Linked DNA regions of Mus musculus: all the other regions are linked to region 3. The links are chromatin contacts, called in public HiChIP or PLAC-seq and promoter capture Hi-C maps. All regions are on one chromosome and are shown on one strand. The core of a region is the stretch at or near the end of the contact, and the rest is flanking DNA. Distances in the headings are between cores, read along the strand shown. Region 1 has its middle 17 kb from the start of Map7. Region 2 overlaps Pde7b (phosphodiesterase 7B). Region 3 holds the start of Mtfr2 (mitochondrial fission regulator 2).

Region 1 (4,348 bases), core at 1,038-3,537, 190 kb after region 3:
TTAAACTGGAGAACAAGTCTCACTGCAACAAGCACGAAGACCTGGTCCCTGACAGAGATAAAGAGTTCAGCGACAGACTACAGGCACTGAGAGCATTTCACAAACTGGAGATTAACACAAAGCATTCATCTTGATAACAGAGTGAGTCCCAAGAAATGGGATCACAAGACAAGATATACAACCAGTATTCCCAGCTTGCTTTCTTTTCATTTTTCTAGATCCAGGGTCTCACTAGCTGGCCTGGTACTTACTATGTAGACTCATGGAGACCATGAGGGGAGCCCGCCCTGCAGGCCAGCATCACCACGCCAGGCTATTTACAATATTCTAATACAAAAGCTCCTTGTCAGGTCTAGGGATGAGAGTACAGATGCCCCGGAGAGGAGAGAGAAGGGCACTGGCACGGGTCCTCTGTGTGAAAGTGCGTCGGCTCACAATCTCAGAGCACAGGCTGCACAGGAAGGAAGAAAGGCCTTGGGGATAAGAGAAAAGGAGATGAAGCCAAGATGGGCGTCAGACAGACTCTAGAGCTGGGAATATAGCTGGTGATCAAGAACTTGTCTGATATGGACCTGGCCCTGAGCTCAGTTCCCAGAATCACAGAACAGCAAGCCACCAAACAGAACCCTGGGTTCTGGGCTCAACATGACCTCATTTCAGAGACTGCATTAGCATCAAGCAAAAAATATCTCACTTTGAAGCAATTACAGCTTACTTAAAAAACTTAGTGGAGTGACTAAAATGAAAACCATCAAATCAACAAAATATACAAGGGCCGAAAAGGATGCAGAACAATCTCACAGGACGCTCACAGAAAAAGGTGTACAGCCACCCTAGAAGTGGCAACGTCTTACACAATCACATTGGAGACAACAATGTAAGTATCTGCCATAAATGAAACCAGTGACGTAAAAACCAACATACGAATATTTGCAACAGTTGTTTCTCCTACCCAAACCTAGGAGTGACTGGACGTCCTTAAGTTGGGGACAGGGAAGCACTAGGTGCTAGGGCAGGGAACTACCAATGCACATCACGGTGTGCTCAGATCTCAAATACATTAGGCTGTGGGGGCGGGGGGCGGCACCCCTGCAAAGGTTACATGGTATGCTTCCACTTAAGACTCTGGGAAAAGTCAAAGCAAAGATGGAAAATAGATCAGTGGGTGGGAAATGAGCCAGAGGGAGCTCTGGAAGACAAGACTCTAAGCCCTATCGACAGTGATGGTTATACATCTATAGCTACGTTGACAGTCTACTGAAACAACACATTTAAAAAACAATTAAAAACTCCTTTACTAGCCGGGCATGCCTTAAATCCCAACACTCGGGAGGCAGAGGCAGGCAGATTTCTGAGTTCGAGGCCAGCCTGGTCTACAAAGTGAGTTCCAGGACAGCCAGGGCTATACAGAGAAACCCTGTCTCAGAAAAAACAAAACAAAACAAAACAAAAAACAAAAAAACCAAAAACAAAAAACCCACCTCTACTTATTCGAGAATTTCTAATGTATTGATTTTTTTTTTCTGGCAACTTTTATGGAACGGTCTACTGGGCTATCTCATCTTTCCAATGCTCAATCTATTAATCATTATTATAAAGGATGTGCCCCCAACTCTTGGACCAACTGAAATTCCTCTGCTAGGAGAAACCAGTGGAAACCTCAATCCAAAGTAATGGCTTTAAAATATCATTTCAGTTTTGGAATGTTTGACCTTTTTGTCCCTCTTGGGCATCTCTCACTTCTCTGACTTGGCTGTCTGTCCCTCCTCCATTTTGAATGGTTGTCTATCCTGTCTGCAGTTTTTCTTTCTGATCTTTCCTGGAGTGGCCTTCAGACCTGACCTCGTGTCTGTTCCTGCAGGTTCACCAGTTAACTATCTGGCATCACTACTGACACTTTTCCACCTTTTCTTTTACTCAGTTGTACTCACTAATATGTTCGGGTCAAGCTTAAACTAATGAACCAATTAAAAGTGGATCGCCTTGTGTCTTCTTTTTACCTGTGATCCTCTGACATCTCAGAGTCCCAAACCGGCCTCCTTTTTTTATACCCACTGACAGGCCAGTGCCTACCTAGCTCTATCCAGGGACCTCAGAGTTAAGTCTGGAGACCAAACTCTCTCTCCTTTCTTCCTCCATCTGGTCTACACAGCTGCTCTGAAAAGAAGCTCTCCTTCCAGGTTCCAGAGCAAACCGGCACCTCCCGAACTCAAGCACAGCTGTCCCAAATGGGCAGGGTAGGAGGAAAAGGACCTCCCTAGGAGAGGGTGTGTTTGTGCTAATTGTGCAACCCAGCTCTTTAATTCTGATTAACAAAGCTTTATCAAGACAAGCCTTCCTGCTCCAACAATACTGTTCTAGCCTCTTGGCTTGACCTTTGGCCTCAACATATCCATCATGCCTAACTGATTTCCCTGAACACTCACTTTGAGCCTTTCACATTTGTCCTGTCAAGAAACTTTAGCTCCTCTCCTGTATGCCTTTATTTCCCCTCCTCCTCCCTCTGACCACACATCACTCCCTGTTGTTTGGCGGTTAAGTGCTAGCTGCAGCAGGTGCTCCGGGATGACCACAGCCAGAGTGGTCCATCCTTCCTCCACTGAACCCTCACGACCCGTACACATTGGCCTGTGGATTTCCTTACTAAACTCAAAGATCATATTCATCAACCTTCCAAACTCCGTCATTTTAATAACCCATGGAAAGTACACATTCTTGGTTAAATTAGTCTAAGCCTCGATGTCTTTAGTTCTTGTACTAACAAGACTTGAGTATGTTTTTTAAAGCTCTTCGAATAATTTGTTTTCAGGTATCATGACACAAGTGTGTGAATTCTTTAGAGACCATGCCAGTGTAAATTTGCGTTTCACACACATACCTAAGCTATGACAACAGCTGACTTCTCTTCAACTTACCAGTGGTTCTCAGGAGAGAACCACTGACTTAGCGAGATGTGAAGTTTGCCCCCTGAAGCAGCAGCAATTCTAGCTTCTAGGATCTGAATTTCAATAGGGAGGGGCTTACGTCACAGCATAAGCACAACCTGAGTGTCTACTTTCTATGCTTATTTGGGGACAACAGAGGCCCTTCTGGCTTAAATAAAGATCACTTTTTACTCTGGAAAATTTCATACAAGATACATGACCACAGTAAGAAAGTCTAAGTCTGGGCTGGAGAGATGGCTCAGTGGTTAAGAGCAGTGACTGCTCTTCTAGAGGTCCCAAGTTCCAATTCCCAGCACCCACATGGTGGCTCACAACCATCTGTAATAGGATCTGATGGCCTCTTCTGGTATATCTGAAGACAGTGACAGTGTACTCATATACATAAAATAAATAAATGTTAAAAAAAAGGGGGAGGGGGGGAGTCTAAGTCTTTCCACCAAGAATCCTGATTTTTAAAAACAACAACAACAAACAAACTCCATTCTAGGTTGTAAGTAATATCTTCCAATAGAATGGCAACAGATCTCACCAAAACATATGGGCATTAATTTATTCCTTGCACATCAGACTTTGGGCATCACAGATTAATCAAAAGCAGCATGAAACTTTAGCTCTGTGGTCTTTTTAAAGGAGGTTGGCAAATGGGATTTGCTCTGTGTAGCTGATTTCCATAGCTTGGAATCATACTAGGTGACACACAGAATTCCAGCTCCTAGTTTTGTGATGTGATGACCTAGGAATTTGCTCAAAATAATATTCTAATAAAAAGGACTTGACATCCTCTAGTGGTGAAACACAAATCTGTTTCTAAGACAACAGCATTTTCTAGTTCTTGCTTCCCTTTGACTATGGACAAGGAAAATACCCCCGTAAACCAAGAGAATGGTTCTACCTCAAGAAAAATGACTTTTTAAAAAATAATATAATTGTAAAAATTATAACATCATCACAACCCTTGAGCAAAAGCTAAACATATCTGCAGAACTGTTTTCTGAATGTTGCATTGATATAGTACCCTTTAAATACATACTATGCTGCCAAAGTTCACTCTATTTGAGTCCTATACATACACAAACATAGGCCTTTAATCTTGAACATATCACAGGTATTGTTTCTGTAATAACCCGAGATTTTAACCTCAAGTCTTGAAATACAGCCTTAGCACAAGGACATAATTTAAGAACCACTCAAGGTTGGATTCTACCTCAAAGTAATTATATACAAAAGGAATACAAAGGGAATGCGTCAGGAAAGAAGTTGCTGTTTGTGGCTGAGAAAGAGGACACACAGGGAATCTGGGACTTAGGAGGCTGAGGTGGCGAGCTCGGCAGGAGGACTCCAGGAATACATGGCAAGATCCCCATCTCAAGCAAAAAAGACAAAGGAAAAAAAAAGTGGCATTT
Region 2 (4,022 bases), core at 1,484-3,983, 160 kb before region 3:
TCCCAGATGCTCTGGTGACCAGAAAAGCTCTCTCCTTAACGCCATACTCCCTTGAGATATCACAGTCCTTGCTCACTGGGATTGAGTGTGAAGATTTAGTGGTCTGCTCCCACTAGACCGAGATGCATCACACATAAGCATGGGAAAATCACCCCAAATGTCAGAATATAAATAAAACAAGGCCAATTAGAGAGCAGCAGGGTCTGGGAACCGGATCTAACCAGCCACCCACCCACCTGCAGGTCCCCGGATTTTAACGCTCTGACAGTGGGGGTGGGGCAGGATGAGGATCTAAAGCTCCATGTGTTTAGCATGATGTTCTCAGGCAGAGCAAACAACCTTCCCTCTGCTTGGGTCCCTGGAGAGCAGAACACAAAATCAATTTCCAGACTTTTTCCATTAATTTGAGAAGATAAACTTTCAAATTTTTGGACTTTATATTCAGTCTGAATAAGCCCCTGACGTTCTATGCTCTCCAAGGTCACACAAGTCTCCCCTCCCCCACCCCCAAGTCTCTGGAGGTTAAAAGTTTGGCAATGAGAACAAACATTCCCAGAGAAGATTTCTTATCCTTCCTTCTTCCACTTAAGATTTCATGTCCCCCTCCACCCCCAAACGGCCTTCCAGGCTTTCGTTCCACACGCCTTCCTCCAGTCCCAGAGAAAGCACATGTTGAGCAGAAGGAATTAGCAGAACAAAGAGAGATCTTCGGTTTCTATGGGTTTCTATGGGTTTCTATGGGTTTCTATGGGTTTTCCAAACGGTTTGGCTCGATTTGAAGTCTGCAGAAGATGTGAACTCACCTCTCACTTTTCTCTTCTTACAAAGCCTCCTATGGTCTGTGGGTACCTGTTTGTCATGGTGAGTTATCCAACTGCCATGCTAAGGAACAGCCTTGGGAGGGACTAGGGCCTTTATTTTTAATGTGTTCATGTCTTTGCTTAATAAACATGTGTTCAGCAGCTGGTATGTGCTAGGGGAAGAGCTAAGTTCCATGTTTACAAACAATAATAAGAAATGGCTCCTGTTAGCCAGGCACAGTGTACAGACCTGTGCACTTGGCTGAGGCAGGCATTAGGGCCAGATGGGGTACATAGTGCAACCCTGTCTTAAGAAAAGAAGGAAGTGGGGGGAAGGAGAAGACAGAAAGAGAGGGGAGGTGAGAGGACCAGCGTGGAGAGAGAGTCCTGTCTTTAATGAGTTCTAGTTGAAAAGAGAAGTAACATGTGGTAAGTGCCAGGACGGAGCCCTGCCCAGAGGAGGAGCATCCTCTGCAAAATGGACAATGGGCTTGTGGTCCAAGATGGCTCCCTCCAGAAGAAGGCATTTGGTCTGAGTTTAAAAAGTAGCTTAAGTTTATCTCACTGTGAGGTCAGGTGGAACCTCTCAGCACAGGGACAAAGAGGGGGAAATGTGTGTGGCATACTTACTTCTCATTACAAAAAGTTGCTTCTCAGATCAGCATTCTGTTCTCTGGGCTTCAGCAAAGTGACAGACAGTAAGGCGACAAGAGTTTGACAGGGTCAGATGGAAGAGTGTGTCACTTTCAGGGAGGCTGTCGTGGCTTAGCTGCCTGGGATGGGCAATGGGAAGAATGTGAAGGGAGAGGGAGAGAAAAACGATGCCTAGAGCACAGCTAAAGTTGCAGTCAAGGACAGTAGGAAGTACAGTCTTCAAGATGATGACTCATGATTGGAAGGATTTCAAAAACAATTGGGTAATTAAAACATTAAATAATCAAATACTCATTTGAGATTCATTTTGAGGGAGAATACTTATTAGTAGACTCTCTACCCCCACCTAAAGTATGCACCAATATTCTTAAGGAACGAAAAGAAGTGGCTTTTCTACGTGTGGCACAGTTAATCCTCATTACAAAAAGAAAAAGAAAAAAAAAATCACCTCTCAGGTCAGTGCACTGTTCTCTGGATTTCAGTGATCCTCCCGAAAGAACCAACAAGCGGGGCTGGTGAGATGGCTCAGCAGTTAAGAGCGCCGACTGCTCTTCCACAAAGGTCCTGAGTTCAAATCACAGCAACCACGTGGTGGCTCACAGCCATCTGTAACCAAATCTGATACCCTCTTCTGGAGTGCCTGAAGACAGCTACAGTGTACTTACATATAATAAATAAATATTTTTTAAAAGAAAAAAAAGAACCAACACGCAAAGGAATCTAACATGTCAGGGCTTCATTTGCTACATAGAAGATTTTTTAATTTTTGTCATGACAAGACCCTTCCATCCACTTAAACACCTGTCTACCGAGGTTTGCGCTGCTGAGCATCAGACATAGAACAGACAGAAAGCAAGGCAGGCAGGCGCCTGTGCTTAGGCTGAGGCAGTTCTGAGTTCAAGGCCTGCCCAGGACACATAAGACTTGATCTCAACAACCAAAATAATATCAGGAAGAAGGAGAGGAAGGGTAGGAGTCAAATTCTCAGCCTATTTGTGCATTTTTATGAATGTATATTTTTTAGTGTTTATTGGTGGCGTGCTAGTTATTGCCCTCCTTGGTCACAGCAGCAGCTCTCAATCTGTAGCATAAATAGGAATTGTTTGGACGGCCTGGCACAGAGTCTATGATTCATGGTCTATCAGAGAAGAAGGGCCATTGAATTTGCAACTCTAGTCTCTTGTGCTGCCAGCGAAGCTAGCCTGAGAACTACACTCTCTGAGAGAGAGGAACTGTGAAGCAATGTCAGGCTCTTTCCTGTGGTCTTACAGTATCCACAGCACGGAATTGACGTCAGTGGGAATTACGCAGCCCTCAAAGGTGTCATGCGGAGGCCTTAAGTGTTTATGTACTCCTGCCCCTCCCCACGCAGCTCCTGCCTCCTGTTTTTCAGTTGCATTCCCCAATGGGCACTGCTGTTGCTGTTTCCTCTTAAGTTGCTGCAGTTACGGCTCCTTATGAGGTCAAACGGTCCCCGCTGGAGAGCTTTGCCAGCTGGGAGCAAACGTTCCTCTATCTGAACTTCTGCTGTTCTCCCTGCATTTAAAGCATGAATAAACTAATCTCCTGACCATCTGGAAAGGGAGGCAAGAACTGCCGAGTATTAGCGACTCTGAAGAGGCTGTGGTGGTCAGCATAAGGCCAGTCATGCACTTAGCCTGTACCACAATAAAGATAAATGGGTAAGAAATTGCCTTGTAGTAGCATTGGGAATCTAATGGTTCAGAAATTGCTATGCTTGTAAAAAAAAATTTTTTTTTTCTGTCAGTGGGTTTAAATCATGGTTCTTGTGTAGGCAAAGTCTTTTTTTTTTTCTTTTTTTTCAAAATAATACTCAGTTTTTCCTGGCTTTTGTCTTCAGGCATACACTGTTTTCGTTTTACATATGAGAAATTCAAGCTTGAAATTCTTGAGTAATTAGAGTATCAAATGAAGAAAGTAACAGTAGTGGAAAGAAGGGACAAATGTAGAGAATATTGTCAAACAAATAATAAAAGACTAGGTTTCTCCAGCAGGGGGCTTGCGAGACAAGAAGAGATTATTGGGAAAAACAAAAACAAGTTTTATACCATTGGATCTGTTTGCCTGCTTTCTTGCTTGCTTGCTTTAATCAAGAGACTGGTGACATCAGTTCCCAACATATGGAGATTATAAAATGATTTCGTTCATGTAAAAAAAGAAAACTGAGTTATACTTTGCATGTCCTGGTGACAATGGGTTGGCCTGTTTTATTGTTTTATTTCAAAACAATAAAAGTGTTTTTGAAATATTTGCAAATCCATGACTGGCATTTTGGTGAAAATGTTGACTTAGATGACAGTGTTTGGAGACCCTTACTAATTATTGCTAAAAATCGATAATGGAGGCCTTCTCAATAGTGACCTTACTAAGACAGTGTCCATGAGAGGTCAGCAGGTTGAGTAAAGAAATCTAATATTCCTTCCAAAAGAACAAACAGGTTCTCCCAGCTTCATTGTTCTGCCCAGTGTAAGCACTGTTCCTAGAACACAGCATGAGGCTAGGACCCTGCAGAGACTCCCAAAGTGCCCAAGTGTGAACCCATGCCTG
Region 3 (4,096 bases), core at 928-3,427:
ACCGAAACAAAGACTGCAATGTTTACACAGAGGCTTTCTTTCCGGAATTTGGGATTGACCTTGGGAGCCTTGCTCATACTGGGCAAGTGTTCTACCACAGAGCCACGTATCTTATATCCTAGCCCTACTTCATGCCCTTTGACTTTGAGATGGAGTCTCACTAAGCTGCCCAAGAAGGTCTTCAACTCACTCTGTAGCCTAAGGTGACCCTGAAATGTAGATCCCTCTGTCTCAGTCTCTCTAACAACTGAGGCCTGTACTAACACACATGGTGTGACTTTGCTGTTTTCTATCTGCTGCTATGAGAAGCATCATGACCAAAAGCAACGTGGGGAGGAAAAAATGTCATCATGGGAGGAAGTTAGGACAGAAACTCAAAACAAAGCAGGAACCTGGAGGCAGGAGCTGATGGAGGAATGCTGATAACTGACTTGTTCCACCAGCTTTCTTATAAAAATTAGGGCCACCTGCTCAGGGGTGTTACCACCCACAATGGGCTGGGCTCTCCCACATCAATCACTAATTAAGAAAATGCTCGGGGCTGGTGAGATGGCTCAGTGGGTAAGAGCACCCGACTGCTCTTCCAGACTGCTCTTCCAAAGGTCTGGAGTTCAAATCCCAGCAACCACATGGTGGCTCGCAACCATCCTAACGAGATCTGATTCCCTCTTCTGGAGTGTCTGAAGACAGCTACAGTGTACTTACATATAAAATAAATAAATCTTAAAAAAAAAAAAAAAAAAAAAAAAAAAGTATGACTGGCTACCCTTTAAAAAAAAAAAAAAAAAGAAAATGCTCTACAGACTAGCCTATAGCCTGACTTTTGGAAGGCAATTTCTCAATCAGGGTTCCCTCTTCTCAGATCATTACAGTTTGTGTCAAGTTGAAATGAAACTAGCCAGTCACGATTCATCATCATTGAGGGAAGTCAGGCAGGAATAGAAGCAGAAACCCTGGCTCAGGCTCAACTAGCTTTCTTATACAGCTCAGAACTCATTATCCCAAGAATGGTATCCTCCACAGGGCTGGGCCCTACCACAACTATGAACAGTAAGGACACTCACTTAGAGACAGGGCCACAAGCCAACGTAATCTAAGCTATTTCTTGAGGTTCCTCTCCCCATAAGACTCTAATACCGAGTTGACAATAAAAACTAATCAGGGCAGAGAACATGTTCAAAATGGCACACTGTCCATCTGTAATCAGCCATTGGTAGGTGGTGGTGGGTGGTAACACCCCTGAGCAGGTGGCCCTAATTTTTATAAGAAAGCTGGTGGAACAAGTCAGTTATCAGCATTCCTCCATCAGCTCCTGCCTCCAGGTTCCTGCTTTGTTTTGAGTTTCTGTCCTAACTTCCTCCCATTGGTAGGGGGGGGGGATCAGGAGCTCAAGGAACGCCTGAACTGCATAGTGCCCTGCCTGGCTCAAAGAACAAAAACGACCCAAGAATAGCAGCAAAATCCAGACTTTTAGCCTAAGCTGCACCATATCCTGTCTCAAAGCAACGACAATAACGAGACCCAAAAATAAAGTTAGCAAAATTAATAAAAGACTTTTACCTGGTCTACGGGAACACCAAAATATTCCAGCACGTTTCTTAATATATTTAGAATGAAAGACATTGGTGAAGGAAGTTCAAGAAAACGCTGTTCGTTGGTACCTTAGAAGAGAAGTTATCAATTATTACTCTTGACAGGTAACTGCTACATAGACCGCACTAAGGAAACCACAGAGACCTTTCATGACACCATCAAGTGATTGCTCCTGGAGAGCTATTATTTTGAAGAGAGACTTAAAAGGAAAGAAAGAGCACTTTACTAAATTCCATTGCTATCTTACCGTGTGTGTGTGTGTGTGTGTGTGTGTGTGTGTGTGTGTGTGTGTAAAGGGATTGACAAGCAAATGTGCGACAGCCAAGATCACCATCCCTGGAGCTCTGCTGCCCCTGGAGAGAACCGCCCAGCCGCTCTCTTCACCCCGCGAGGAACGCCACCCGCCCGCGCTTCCGTCCGTCCGTCCGTCACCGGCCACCGACCGGAAGCCGAGGCCTAACGGAGCCCGTGCCACTCACCATCCCGCGGCATTGCACGGCGCCAGGCGGCCGGGGAAACTCTCCGGACGCGACCTACAGCCGCAGAGTAGCTTCTTCCCGGAATCGCTCGCCGCTTCCGACTCGACCCCAGCCTGGAATATCAAGCTTCGCGGGCCGGAGTTCGGAGTCTATCCCTATTGGACGCCGCCGGAGGACGCCGCCGGTGATTGGAAGGGTAAGAGCCAATAGGCGCATTCGAAAGGCGCATGCGCACCGTGCCCCCAGCATTCGGAATTGTGTCTTCTGCCTTTGCAACTTGTGCTTCACTCAGTCCTTTGCCAGTAAGGTGTCAAGCCTTCCCAACATTCAACAAAGAATCCGCCCACTTGTAATTGTTTAGTCATTCTGCGAAAATATCTAGCCGTTATGCTAAATGCTGGGATTACTCATGTTGAGCCACACTGTCCAGTCTAGTTGTTTACATGTCTTAGTGTGTGCACGCTACACATGCACATGCCAAAGTACCTGTTTCAAAGCCAAAGGACAATTTGTGTAGGATCCACGGATAGAACTTGAGACCTCAGGTTTGGTAGCAGGCTGCTTGAGCCATCTCGCTGACCCTAAGGCTTTTTTACACCTTTACCTTTCAAACTTTTGAAAGCTAATGAAAAGCAAAAAAGCTTTAATTAATCAAAACCAAAACAAAACCAAAAAACCCTTGTTTTGTATTGACAGTAAGAGATTATGGAAAGCAGAGTTATATACACTGGTCATAGCTATACTCACCACAACCCAATTCACAAATTGATATTTAATTGTAGTAATGTATTTAATTACAAAACCTCAGTTAAATAACTAAAGATTTGGCATGTCATGAGGACATGAGCATTAAGTTTTGAAATTCTTACATTTTCTTTTCCTTTCTTAGGAATGTTTTAATAATCTTAACAATTGCTGGGAGTGGTTGGCGCATGCCTTTAATCCCAGCACTCGGAGGCAGAGACAGGCGGATTTCTGAGTTCGAGGCCAGCCTAGTCTACAAAGTGAGTTCCAGGACAGCCAGGGCTATACAGAGAAACCCTGTCTCAAAAAACCAAACAAAACAAAAAACAAAAACAAATTACATATATATAAATATATGTATATATATAACATATATATATGAATATATGTATATTCTTAAAAAATAATAAGGCTGGGCATGGTGGTGCACGCCTTTAATCCCAGTACTTGGGAGGCAGAGGCAGGTGGATTTCTGGGTTCGAGGCCAGCCTGGTTAACAGAGTGAGTTCCAGGACAGCCAGGGCCACACAGAGAAACCCTGTCTCAAAAAAACCAAAAATAAAAAATAAAAAATAATACAGCATTTCTGAAAAGAAACAACCAAGACTGTATAAACTCTCTGGAGAAATGTGTTTTTTGGTTTTTGGTTGTTTTGGTTTGTTATTAATGTTTTGGGACATGATCGGAAATTAAAGAAAGTTGGCTTTGAAATGCTGCCTTTCCCTCATTTAAGGATCAGATCAACACAGTTCCTCCAAGTCTGTCCTAAGTGTGTGTGTGATGTCTTCTGAGAAGCCACCGCGGGTGCCAGCAATAGCATAAACTGTTTTTGGAGTCTCTTAGATTCAAATGACCAACAACTTAAGTTTCTCATATCCAGTACTGGATTTTTTTTTCCCCCACTATGGCTCTAATGCAGAGCATTATCGCTCCAAGTGGCATAATTTCATTTAAACTATATAGGTATGCATGCACATACTTACTATATCATATGCAAACTTAGTAAATATAAAATTATTCCTTACAGCTTTTTCAAATATTTAGTATTTATCCCTTCTCCATCTGTTCCTGAATTGCACCTTCCATCTATTTTTTTTCTACTTCTTCCTTCTGATCACCTCTATCCTGCCATGCAGAGTGTTCCAAAGAAAGCAGCCATTGAGCAACCAGAATTGGGAGCTGTGCCAGAGAATACAGGTAGGTTATATGTGTCTGAGCCATTTGAGCTGGCTAGTGGATCCTTGGGAGTAAGGGCTCTGTGGTCTGCCAAGTCCTCTAAT

The links. Promoter capture Hi-C pulls out the DNA fragments that hold promoters and counts their contacts. HiChIP or PLAC-seq counts read pairs in DNA pulled down with a chosen protein or histone mark.
Region 1: an H3K27ac HiChIP or PLAC-seq map of embryonic stem cells shows a contact between it and region 3, with 5 read pairs. The contact joins the enhancer-like site here to the promoter of Mtfr2 in region 3. A contact is called at or near these places in 5 of 39 promoter capture datasets (the HPC-7 cell line, HPC-7-derived erythroid cells, cranial neural crest and 2 more), 5 of 115 datasets of contacts at active chromatin or transcription factors (effector CD8 T cells, embryonic stem cells, memory CD8 T cells and 1 more) and 3 of 9 other capture datasets (adipose tissue, liver and pancreatic islet).
Region 2: a promoter capture Hi-C map of the C10 cell line shows a contact between it and region 3, with 2.8 times the contacts expected there. The contact joins the enhancer-like site here to the promoter of Mtfr2 in region 3. A contact is called at or near these places in 4 of 39 promoter capture datasets (the 3T3-L1 cell line, the C10 cell line and liver), 3 of 484 Hi-C or Micro-C datasets (the Ba/F3 cell line and the G1E-ER4 cell line), 1 of 115 datasets of contacts at active chromatin or transcription factors (bone marrow-derived macrophages) and 1 of 9 other capture datasets (adipose tissue).

What each region holds. Positions count from the first base shown.
Region 1 is chr10:20,151,675-20,156,022 of GRCm38.p6, reverse strand. It overlaps a transcript of Map7 not described here. Among named protein-coding and RNA genes, the nearest start is that of Map7, 17 kb to the left of the region's middle. Within about 2 kb of position 2,287, at least 14 of the 459 cell types and tissues checked have an H3K27ac peak or open chromatin away from gene starts, as enhancers often do. A contact at or near this core is called in embryonic stem cells, where this site is marked.
Region 2 is chr10:20,504,447-20,508,468 of GRCm38.p6, reverse strand. All of the region lies in intron 1 of Pde7b (phosphodiesterase 7B), which reads left to right. Among named protein-coding and RNA genes, the nearest start is that of Pde7b, 42 kb to the left of the region's middle. Within about 2 kb of position 2,733, at least 43 of the 459 cell types and tissues checked have an H3K27ac peak or open chromatin away from gene starts, as enhancers often do. A contact at or near this core is called in adipose tissue and bone marrow-derived macrophages, where this site is marked.
Region 3 is chr10:20,345,900-20,349,995 of GRCm38.p6, reverse strand. It overlaps Mtfr2 (mitochondrial fission regulator 2), which reads right to left and starts at 2,177. Exons shown (of 7, transcript NM_027930.3): 1 at 2,073-2,177; 2 at 1,561-1,661. The coding sequence starts at 2,085.